Regions from separate parts of the Mus musculus genome. Here region 1 is linked to region 2. Evidence: chromatin contacts called from public Hi-C data. All regions are on one chromosome and are shown on one strand. The core of a region is the stretch at or near the end of the contact, and the rest is flanking DNA. Distances in the headings are between cores, read along the strand shown. Region 1 has its middle 59 kb from the start of Gm34757. Region 2 overlaps Gfra2 (glial cell line derived neurotrophic factor family receptor alpha 2).

Region 1 (4,785 bases), core at 1,700-4,199, 140 kb before region 2:
TTAATTTCAAACTTTAAAAAACTTAAATAAAAAAGAGCATCAGCATCCAAAGCCTGTAGCCTCCCAAACATACAAGAAAAAAAAATCTGTAATCTAGCATCAAAGGCATAGGCCCACACCATGTTCACATGGACAGCACTCACTGAGCCTAGGGGCATTAATATCAAATATTAATATCAAAAATGTAAGACAAAAAATTGAGAGGAGGATGGGAGGTGTCTGGGGGAGTTGAAGGGAGGAACATGAATATGGTCAAAGTGCATTGCATAAATTATGTAGTTTTCAAAGAATAAATAAAACACTAAGAAACTTACACAGGCAAGCACACAGAATTCAGCACACTTCTAGGCGCTCTTGTGTCCCACTGACAAATCCAACACTAAGAATCTGTACTTTAACAGAAGACATTAAACTAGAAGTATATAAATGAAGAACAAAGTCTGATCAGTTCTAACTGTATGCTCGAGAGTGCACCAGGACTTCCCCTGGGGCTTGCTGGAAGAGAAGAAATACCTGAACTTGAGCTTGAGTGGTAGTTAAGAGGCCAAAGAGAAGAAAGGAAAACAAAAGAAAGGCAGAAAGGGGAAGCCTTCCCATGGAAGAAGAAAGAAGGCTCCCTTAATGGGAAGACCTTTGATAACTAAAGTTGTTAATAAAATCATATACGGCTTTCATCTTCTCTAGAATATTTCTTTTCTGAGCATTCAGATGGGGAGTGAGAAGAGGAACAATTAGATCAGGTAACCAGAAGTTACACCAGGAGTCTAAGGTTGTTGGGACCAGCAAGAAGTCTGAAACTGTTATCAATGAACATGAAAAAAACAGAAGATACCAAGAGAGGCCATGAGGGCAGCTTTGAGAGTTCTGAATTATTCATCTGCACAGACCAATTGCTTTTTTAAAAAATCACAAAAAATGCAAGGATTTTTACCACAGAAAAAGTGATTCTTTTCATGCACATTAGAAGACAGTGTGTAGGGAGACAGGGAGTTGACCCATGCAGTCACTGGGTCCCTTAAGACCTCTGCCTTGTGGCTCCCTCAGTGCCCACACAGCCATCCACTGGTTCCTATGTGCAAGGCCAACATGTGAAGAGAGGTCAAGGAGAGCTGCATGCATCTGGTATTTCCAGGCCTGAAGGTAACAAGCACCCATTTTACCCACGTTTTCTAAGCCAGTTCTCATTCTTCTCTCTCCTGGGAGGCTGGGAGGACATAAGAAGAACAATTTTCTAATTCTCATAGCTGAGAATGGAGAGAAGGAATGAGAAGTTAAGAGTGACTATGTTCAAGCCTAGGGACTTTGAGATTGATGGGACCATTGATACACAAACGGAAATTCTAAAGGAAGAACTCAACGGCTGCGAATCGAACATTATCCATCCGTATGTTTATAGCGACAATAACCCAAGAGAAGAACGGGAGAGGTTTTGCTAAAATGGATAGTCACAGCATATCCCAGGCACTTTGGGGATCATAATGCCCCTTGTGCATGACACCAAAAGCAGTAACCAAAAGCAGAGGCAACACAATAAAAACGAGATAACATATACTTCAGTGTCAAAAGCTTTATGAGATAAGTACAGTGGCCCATGTGTGAATTATCGGCACTCGGGAAGCTGAGGCTGGAGGACCATGAGTTTGAGGTCAGCCTCGGTCACATGGCAAGACAACTGCCTCAACACAAACAGGGCTATAGAGGTGGCTCGGTAGTTAAAAGCTCTTTCAGAAGACGGAAGCTCGGTTCCAAGTACCCAGATCAGGAAGCTCACAAGTACCTATAACTGTAACTCTAGGGGATAAAACACCCTCTTCTTACCTTGTAGGACCCAAAACTTGTGTACACCACACACACACACACACACACACACACACAAACACACACACACAAACACACACACACACACCACACACATACAACACAACACACACACACAACACAACACACACACAACACAACACACACACAACACAACACACACACACACAACACACACAAGGACTTTGTCCAGAGAGCTAAAAAGGCAGACCATGAGATCAAAGAACATGAGAAAGCCAAAGTATTTGCAAATGTGGTAAAGATTAAAATCCAGAGCAAATAACTACTACACTTTACAAAAACATTAAGAAGGTTTAACTTAAAATTGAACACAGGACTCCACAGATATTTTTCCAAAAGAGAGAGGTAGGAAAGGAGGGAAGAGAGGGGAAAGGAGAGAGGGTGGAGGAGAGGATGAGAAGAAGGAAGCAGGGAGGAGAGAAAAGAGGGAAATTTCGAGAAGAAACAATAAACAAACATTGGCATGGTTCTGGAGGAACTGAAGTGCTCTGGATTGACAGAAGGACTAAAGGATGTGGGTGACTTAAGTATTGGTCAAAGGAACAAACAGACAAATACAGTTTACCCCCCCCCCCAATGGAGCATGATCCTTAAAACAAAAGGATACTCAAATATACACTATAACATGGACCAACCACAAAGTGAAGCTGTGTAGATAAGCTAGTCACAAAGGAGAAAGTGTGTCTACTGTATAAGATGCCTAAAGGAGCCAGACTCATGGGCAAAAGAAAAAAGAAAAAGGAAAAAAAGCATGGTAGCTGCTGGGAGCTGGGGGAGAGGAGATGGTGAGTTAATGTTTAACAGGCTCCGAGTCTCAGCCTCGGAATATAAAAGTGTCCTGGGGATGGATGGTGGTGATGGTTATACAACAATATGAAGGCACTTGCTGCTTCTGCACTGTACAGCTACAAATGGTTCAGATGGTGAGGTTTATGTCAGGTGTATTTCAGCACAATAAAAAAAAGGAAAGGTGAGTTCACCCACCAAAGATGCAGGGTCACAAGGAGATTCCCTGCTCAAAGCTACTGGTTAGCTACTGAGAGACGCTGTCTGAAAACCCTCTCCACACATCTGTCTCCCTTCTGAGTCACCTGTCACTCTAGTCTTCCATCCCCACCCTGCTGCTCCTGAGCTCACCACCTCCCATAGCCTTCAGTCCTGCCCCTAGAGGGAGGACTGTGTTAGAGATGGCAATGTCCACCATCTACATTTCTCCCTATGCACTCTTCAGCTCAGCAGTGAAAGCTCTCAAGTCCCCCACATCCTCCAGGCATGCTTCATTTCTGGTTTCCAGAGCTAAACAAATTCTAAACAGCCACCTCCCCCTCTCTTGTCTCTCCCATCCCTCCTCTCCTTGCAGGTCATCTGCCTCAACTCAGTACAGTGTCTTCCCTGGTAGTCTCCCAGGTGGGACCAGAGCATAGGGTTTCACAAACATTTCCAGGTAAACTTTGCCCTACAGAGACACCTCCATTGCCCCCATTTGTAAACATGAGAAAAGCAAGGACCACAGAGACTTGCTTTTACCACAGGGTATCTATAGAGTGGGTGGCAAACCTGGGCTAGGAAGAAGCATCAGATAACAGGGACAGCAAGCATCCACCCACAGCTAGCGGACGCTGGGTCCATTCCGGGTGCTCCTTACATGTTACAATCCACAGACCCCTCACAACGGGTGAAATAGACTATGAGCATGCCATTGGGCACCTGACAGTATAGATGTGGATACAGAGAGGTTAAGTAACTTGCCCAACACAAATAAGCTAGCCAAGAGTGGGACACAGATCCAAGGCCCATGCGATCTAGGACAGCGTTGTGCTGGAAGGCACAATACCAACTCTCCCAGAAGTAGGTCACTCCCCTCCTCCCAAACCTACAGAATCCACTTCATCTGTAGCATGACGCTGATCAAAGACTAACCTAGATCATCAACTGCACCAGCCACATATGTGACTAACAATTCCACACTGCTTTTTCAGACAGGATTGGGACCCTTCTGGACCTCCCCTGCCTTAATATCGGAGCCATCTGTACAAGACGCAGCCAATCGTCACCTATTTTGAAAGTCACTGGCATGGAGATAGGATAAGAAGTGTGCGTGTGGCCTCCATCTCAAGTCCCTAGCACAGAGCTTTTAAGGCTTTTGAAGTGTCCTGAGTGACAGAAGGGATGGGGCCCCTTTTGTTATAGCTTTCTGGTTTTGTCAGCAGTTCCAGACGCTGAGCTTCTAAAACTCTTGGAGTTTCCCTGAGTGCAGGATAATGGGAGCTGTTTCTGTGACTCATAAACTAGTTCCTTTCACCTCCACTGAAGTGTCTGTTAATAAGGTGGCTAAGGTGGCTGGTATCTCTAAAAGCCACCTCAACAGCTTCAGGAAGAGAATGCTTCAGAGGAGAATGAGGGTAGAGCCTTCATCCTCACCCCAGCCTCACAGGAGAGGGGAAAGACTGGGTTTAGTCTCCTGTGTCCAATGAGGAGATTCCACTAGGAACCCTAAGAAAAGGTGAATAGAGCCACATCACATGATAGAGGCCTGGGGTGTGTTGAAGGAAATGCCCTCCACAGGCTTACTTAGTTGAACTCTTTTTCCCTGTTGATCTCCTTGTTTGGGGGCGTTTAGGAGGTGTGCCTTTGTTGGGAGAAGTATATCACTGGAGACAGGTTTTAAACATTTAATAATTTGTACCATTCTCAGCCCCCTCCCCCATCTCTTCACCTTTGTGATTCAAGATATAAGCTCTTAGGTGCATTGAGGGGAGGAGATCCTCTGTGACTTTCATGGGTAGCAGTGACAAGCTGCAGAAAGCAATAAGGCAGTACAGCCCACCAGAACTCAGTAGCTGTAGCTGGTACCATTTCAAACATGTCGCTGGGAATCTGACCCCCAAGTTGTTTGTTTTAGGCATATTTCAACACAGTACAATCTGGTGTAAACGATTCTTGTGA
Region 2 (4,322 bases), core at 887-3,386:
CATAGCCCACCTTTTAAATGTTTCTCTTCATGACCTAGCATGCCATCACCCATTGTCATCAGTACCTGTGACATGGCTTTGTAACCACCTGTGCTGTACAGCTCAGTCACACTCAGCCAGGAGCAGGTCCAGGCCTGTTCTCATTACCCCGCCACAGAGTTGAATGTGGCACAAAGTCACACCCTTGGCTAGCTCCCTTCTTTTTCCCTCTTCTCCTAGTACTCTGGCCACAGAAGTTTCCATCAGCCTGGATTACGGAAGCTTCCCCCTTATCCTGTCTAAGGCAACCATCACCCCCTAGAGGGGAGTGTCCTGCCCATGTGACCCCATTCATCAGCCCCTCTCAGTCTCTGACAGCACAAAGCAAGCATGGTCCCACTGACACTTCAACCTCAGACTTATGACTTCAACTATAAGAGAGTCTGTTTCTGCCATAAGCTACCTGGTCTCTGATACTCAGGTACATCCTTGGGGGACACTATGGGGTTTTCAAATACTCCATTTTGGCCAAATCTCCCCCCAGACAGAAGCAACAGGAGAACATAAAGGCAGAATGGAGGTCCTGTAGAATCCTATATCGTGAGCAACCACTGTTTACCATCTTCTCTATGAAGCTGTTTAAACATCTTCTCTACGGGTTATTTAAACACACCCTCTAACTGAAATGCAAGAGTCCATTTCAATTCCATGTGGGCATGTATGGACTCTATCTCCTACTTCCTGCATCCCCAAAGCCACCGAAACCTTCAACACAGAGGTTCTTTTTCCATGATCATGTTGGATTTGTCCTTTTTCTCAGTGCAACCACACAGAAAGCCTAGACCAGGCAACTCAACAGCACAGAGACTTGCTGACATTGCTTTGTTTGATCTTCCCAATAAGAACATCCACTGCTAATATTATTATTTACGTATTTCTTCATCCACATCCTCTAAGGCCCTGTTAATAGTCATGGATGGTAGCTATCCCTCATCTTTGCTCCAACTAGGAGCAGATCCCCTGGCCTGTGTCTGACAGAGTGACGATGGGAATGGTAAGCACATCAATATGGAATCAGAAGGGAACCCCATGACATGTTCAAGGCTCTCCACCCCTCTGATTACGGCACAGGGCTTTGGTGAAATGCTACTATCCTCTCAGTTCCTTACAAATAACATCATCTGCCCAGAACTGAGCTGAGGGTTCCAGCTAGACCTGTAGCTGTTGGAAGCCTCTTGAACTGCTCCCATTGACACCAGCATCCAGAACGGCCTTGTCCTCTCTCAAAAGTTTGACTCCAAGATCACACGACACTAGGAACACCGCATATATTTGTCTGGCTTCGAAGTGCCAGGAACCTCTCAAAACCACCAACTCAAAGGCTGGAGAAGTGGAAATATACATGGGAGGAAATGAAAAATGTCACTTGAGAGATATCTAGGACATTTCACCAGCAAAGGAGAGATCAGCCTGGCTCTATAGGAGAAGTGGGGGTGACGGTGCAAGCCAGAGAACAGAAGGTGAAAGAGTACAGACCCCTCCAAGGATTGTAGCCAGAGGGGTTCCTGAGCTGGCAAGAAGGATACTGGTCCAGCTGCTGGGAGAGCCATCTGTCACATGATGGTGCGCAAGCTCTTGTTCTATTGTGTGACCTGAGGCTCACTGGCTATGTCTCTGGTACTCAGTGTCCCCACTTAAGTAGAAAGCTACGCTTGCCCAGAGCTTCAATAAAGCGGTGAGAGATACTGTACAAAGCAGCTCCCAATGTAGATAGGAATCATCATCTTTACCGCTTTCTCCCTCAGCGCTCTGCCTGGCAATCGCAAACAGGAAATGACTATTCATGACCCACAGAGAACAGAAACACACCACTTTATCCTGTGTGGGCAATGTGAGCATGTCATGAGAAGGGAGGGCTCCAAAGGCCTGCTTGGTGGATCCCAGGAAGACCCTGCCCTCCTGAATCCACTGATCCTTCCCATGCCACGATGAACGCAGGGAAAAAAGCAGGGGCTCTGGAAACTTAGGAACCGTGCGCAGAGCCCCCGCAGCCAGGCCCCCAGGGTAATGTAAAGTGAAAACACCATCTCAGTATCATCTCAGTGTGGCTCCAGCCTACTGCCCTCAAAGAAGTCTGGTGGTTAGTGTCAGGAACCCCAGACGTGATACTGTTCAAAAGTAAAGGATGTGGATTTGGTTGGTGAGGGGACGGGAAGGGAGGGAAGCAGCTAGGCCTTCTGCTGTCATCTTAGCCACTCTCAGCATCAAGGCAGCTTGGCAAGCAAAGGGGACAAATGGGGCCATTTAGAAGGTTGCCAAGTCCAAGTCTCCAGGAGGCCTTTGATTGCTCAAGTTTCTCTCTGCCTCTCAATCTGTGATAAACCCACAGCAGCGAGCTTCCTCTGCCAGAACAAGAGACCAAGTGGAGTCAATTTCCTTCAGGCCCTTTACATACTCCAACTCCAGCACAAGGAGAATCAACCACACGAGCACTCCAGCCCAAACCATTATATGTGGGGTGCCAATTGGTGATCGCCACCTCCTCTAGGCAAAATGCCACTCATCCCCCAGACCCTGAGATATCACTGGTCTCTTGGATTCTGTTTCTGCTGCCAAGAGCTGATCTTTCCCGGATCAGTCCCCCACTTCAGATTTAAGGTCCCCCCTCCTGCCCTCCAGAAAAGAGGTGGGGTAAAGAAATCACTGAGAGGAAAAAACAGGCAGATAAGCAGAGAGAAAAGAGCAGAGAGCCATCAAGAGAGTGGAAATGCACACAAACTAAATTCCTCTCAGCTGAGCTCAGGGGAGCAGGTGGATTGCCCCAAAATCACGAGCCCTCTCTGGGCCTGGTTCATCAACAGCTGTGGCCTATTCAATCACAGGGAAGCAGCAGGAGAGAGACACTTGACCCTAATTTGATGAAAAGGTGGTCATATTAGATGCAGCATGTTCATCTCATTTGAATTTCAGATAAATTTTGTTATTATTACTATTACTATGATTATTATTATTATTATTTTACATCTCAGACATATTTATACTAGAAAAAAGTTTTTTGAATCTGGAATTCAAATTTTACTTGGCATCCTACCTCTTTTTTTTCTATTTGATATTTTTATTGGATATTTTCTTTATTTACATTTCAATTGTTATCCCTTTTCCCAGTTCTGCCCCCTCCCCTCTGAAACCTCCTATCCTATCCTCCCTCCCCCTGCTTCTATGAGGGTATTCCTCCACCCACCTACCCACTCTTACCTCCCTGCCCTCAATTGCCCTACCCTGGGGCATGCTATCTCTTTAATCTGCTGCCACAGGTGCCCTGATCAAAGGAGAAAGAACAGAGCTGGTAAGCAGAAAGCAAGCCACATAACACCCTTCTCAAAGTGTAGTAAACAGACTACCAGCACTGTCATTGGCCAGAAATTGCTAGGCATGCAAATTCTCTAGGCTCCGCCCCAAACATACACTGCCTAAAATTGCTGCATCAAAGCTGGTAATCTCACTACCAAGCCTTCAGATGCTGGAATGGCAGGCTCTGAGTCTCAAGTGTGGCAATCTGCACAAGCTGCTGAGTTGGGCTTGTGGGTGCCCTTCAGATCCTGCCTTCTGGCTTCAGCTTTAAATACTCCTGCTTTATGCCCCAGACTTGGAAGAAAAAAAGCCCTAGGAAAATTGTGGTAGCATGCTTCTATACACATGTATATATGTGTGCATGCACACACACACACACACACATACACACACACACACACACACACGCACACACTCCTGCGTCCAAAGAAACACATAGTACATAGTTATAGGGACATGCCCTTATGACTGCTTTGTATGTGGTATTATCCAAAAGAAAAGGACACAGGTTCCTGTCTTTTATTAGTGACATTCTGACTTGGCCCAGGCTACCACACCTTTACAAGTCTGCTTAGGAGAGCTACATTTGGATCTGAAGGGTCCCCACAGGCCTGTGTGTGGAATGCATGTTCTCCAGCTACTGGTGCTATCTAAAGGGACTGTGGAGCCTTAGGATAAAACACATGGAACTCAAGAAGAAGGAAGACCAAAGTGTAGATACTTTGATCCTTCTTAGAAGGGGGAACAAAATACCCATGGAAGGAGTTACAGAGACAAAGTGTGGAGCAGAGACTGAAGGAATGGCCATCCAGAAACTGCCCCACTTGGGATCCATCCCATATATATCCACCAAACCCAGACACTATTGCAGATACCAACAAGAGCTTGTTGACAGGAGCCTGATATAGCTGTCTCCTGAGAGGCTCTGCCTGTGCCTGCAAATGCAGAAGTGGATGCTCACCGCCATCCATTGGACTGAGCACAGGGTTCCC

Evidence for each region. Hi-C and Micro-C count contacts between places; a contact is called where the count stands out from the background.
Region 1: a Hi-C map of CD8 T cells shows a contact between it and region 2, with 1.7 times the contacts expected there. The contact joins two enhancer-like sites. A contact is called at or near these places in 3 of 484 Hi-C or Micro-C datasets (CD8 T cells, nephron progenitors and pancreatic cancer cells) and 1 of 115 datasets of contacts at active chromatin or transcription factors (memory CD8 T cells).

What each region holds. Positions count from the first base shown.
Region 1 is chr14:71,105,870-71,110,654 of GRCm38.p6, reverse strand. No RefSeq gene overlaps it. Among named protein-coding and RNA genes, the nearest start is that of Gm34757, 59 kb to the left of the region's middle. Within about 2 kb of position 2,949, at least 7 of the 459 cell types and tissues checked have an H3K27ac peak or open chromatin away from gene starts, as enhancers often do. A contact at or near this core is called in CD8 T cells, where this site is marked.
Region 2 is chr14:70,961,230-70,965,551 of GRCm38.p6, reverse strand. The region is part of intron 4 of Gfra2 (glial cell line derived neurotrophic factor family receptor alpha 2); the gene reads right to left. Among named protein-coding and RNA genes, the nearest start is that of Gm34588, 22 kb to the right of the region's middle. Within about 2 kb of position 2,136, at least 56 of the 459 cell types and tissues checked have an H3K27ac peak or open chromatin away from gene starts, as enhancers often do. A contact at or near this core is called in CD8 T cells, where this site is marked.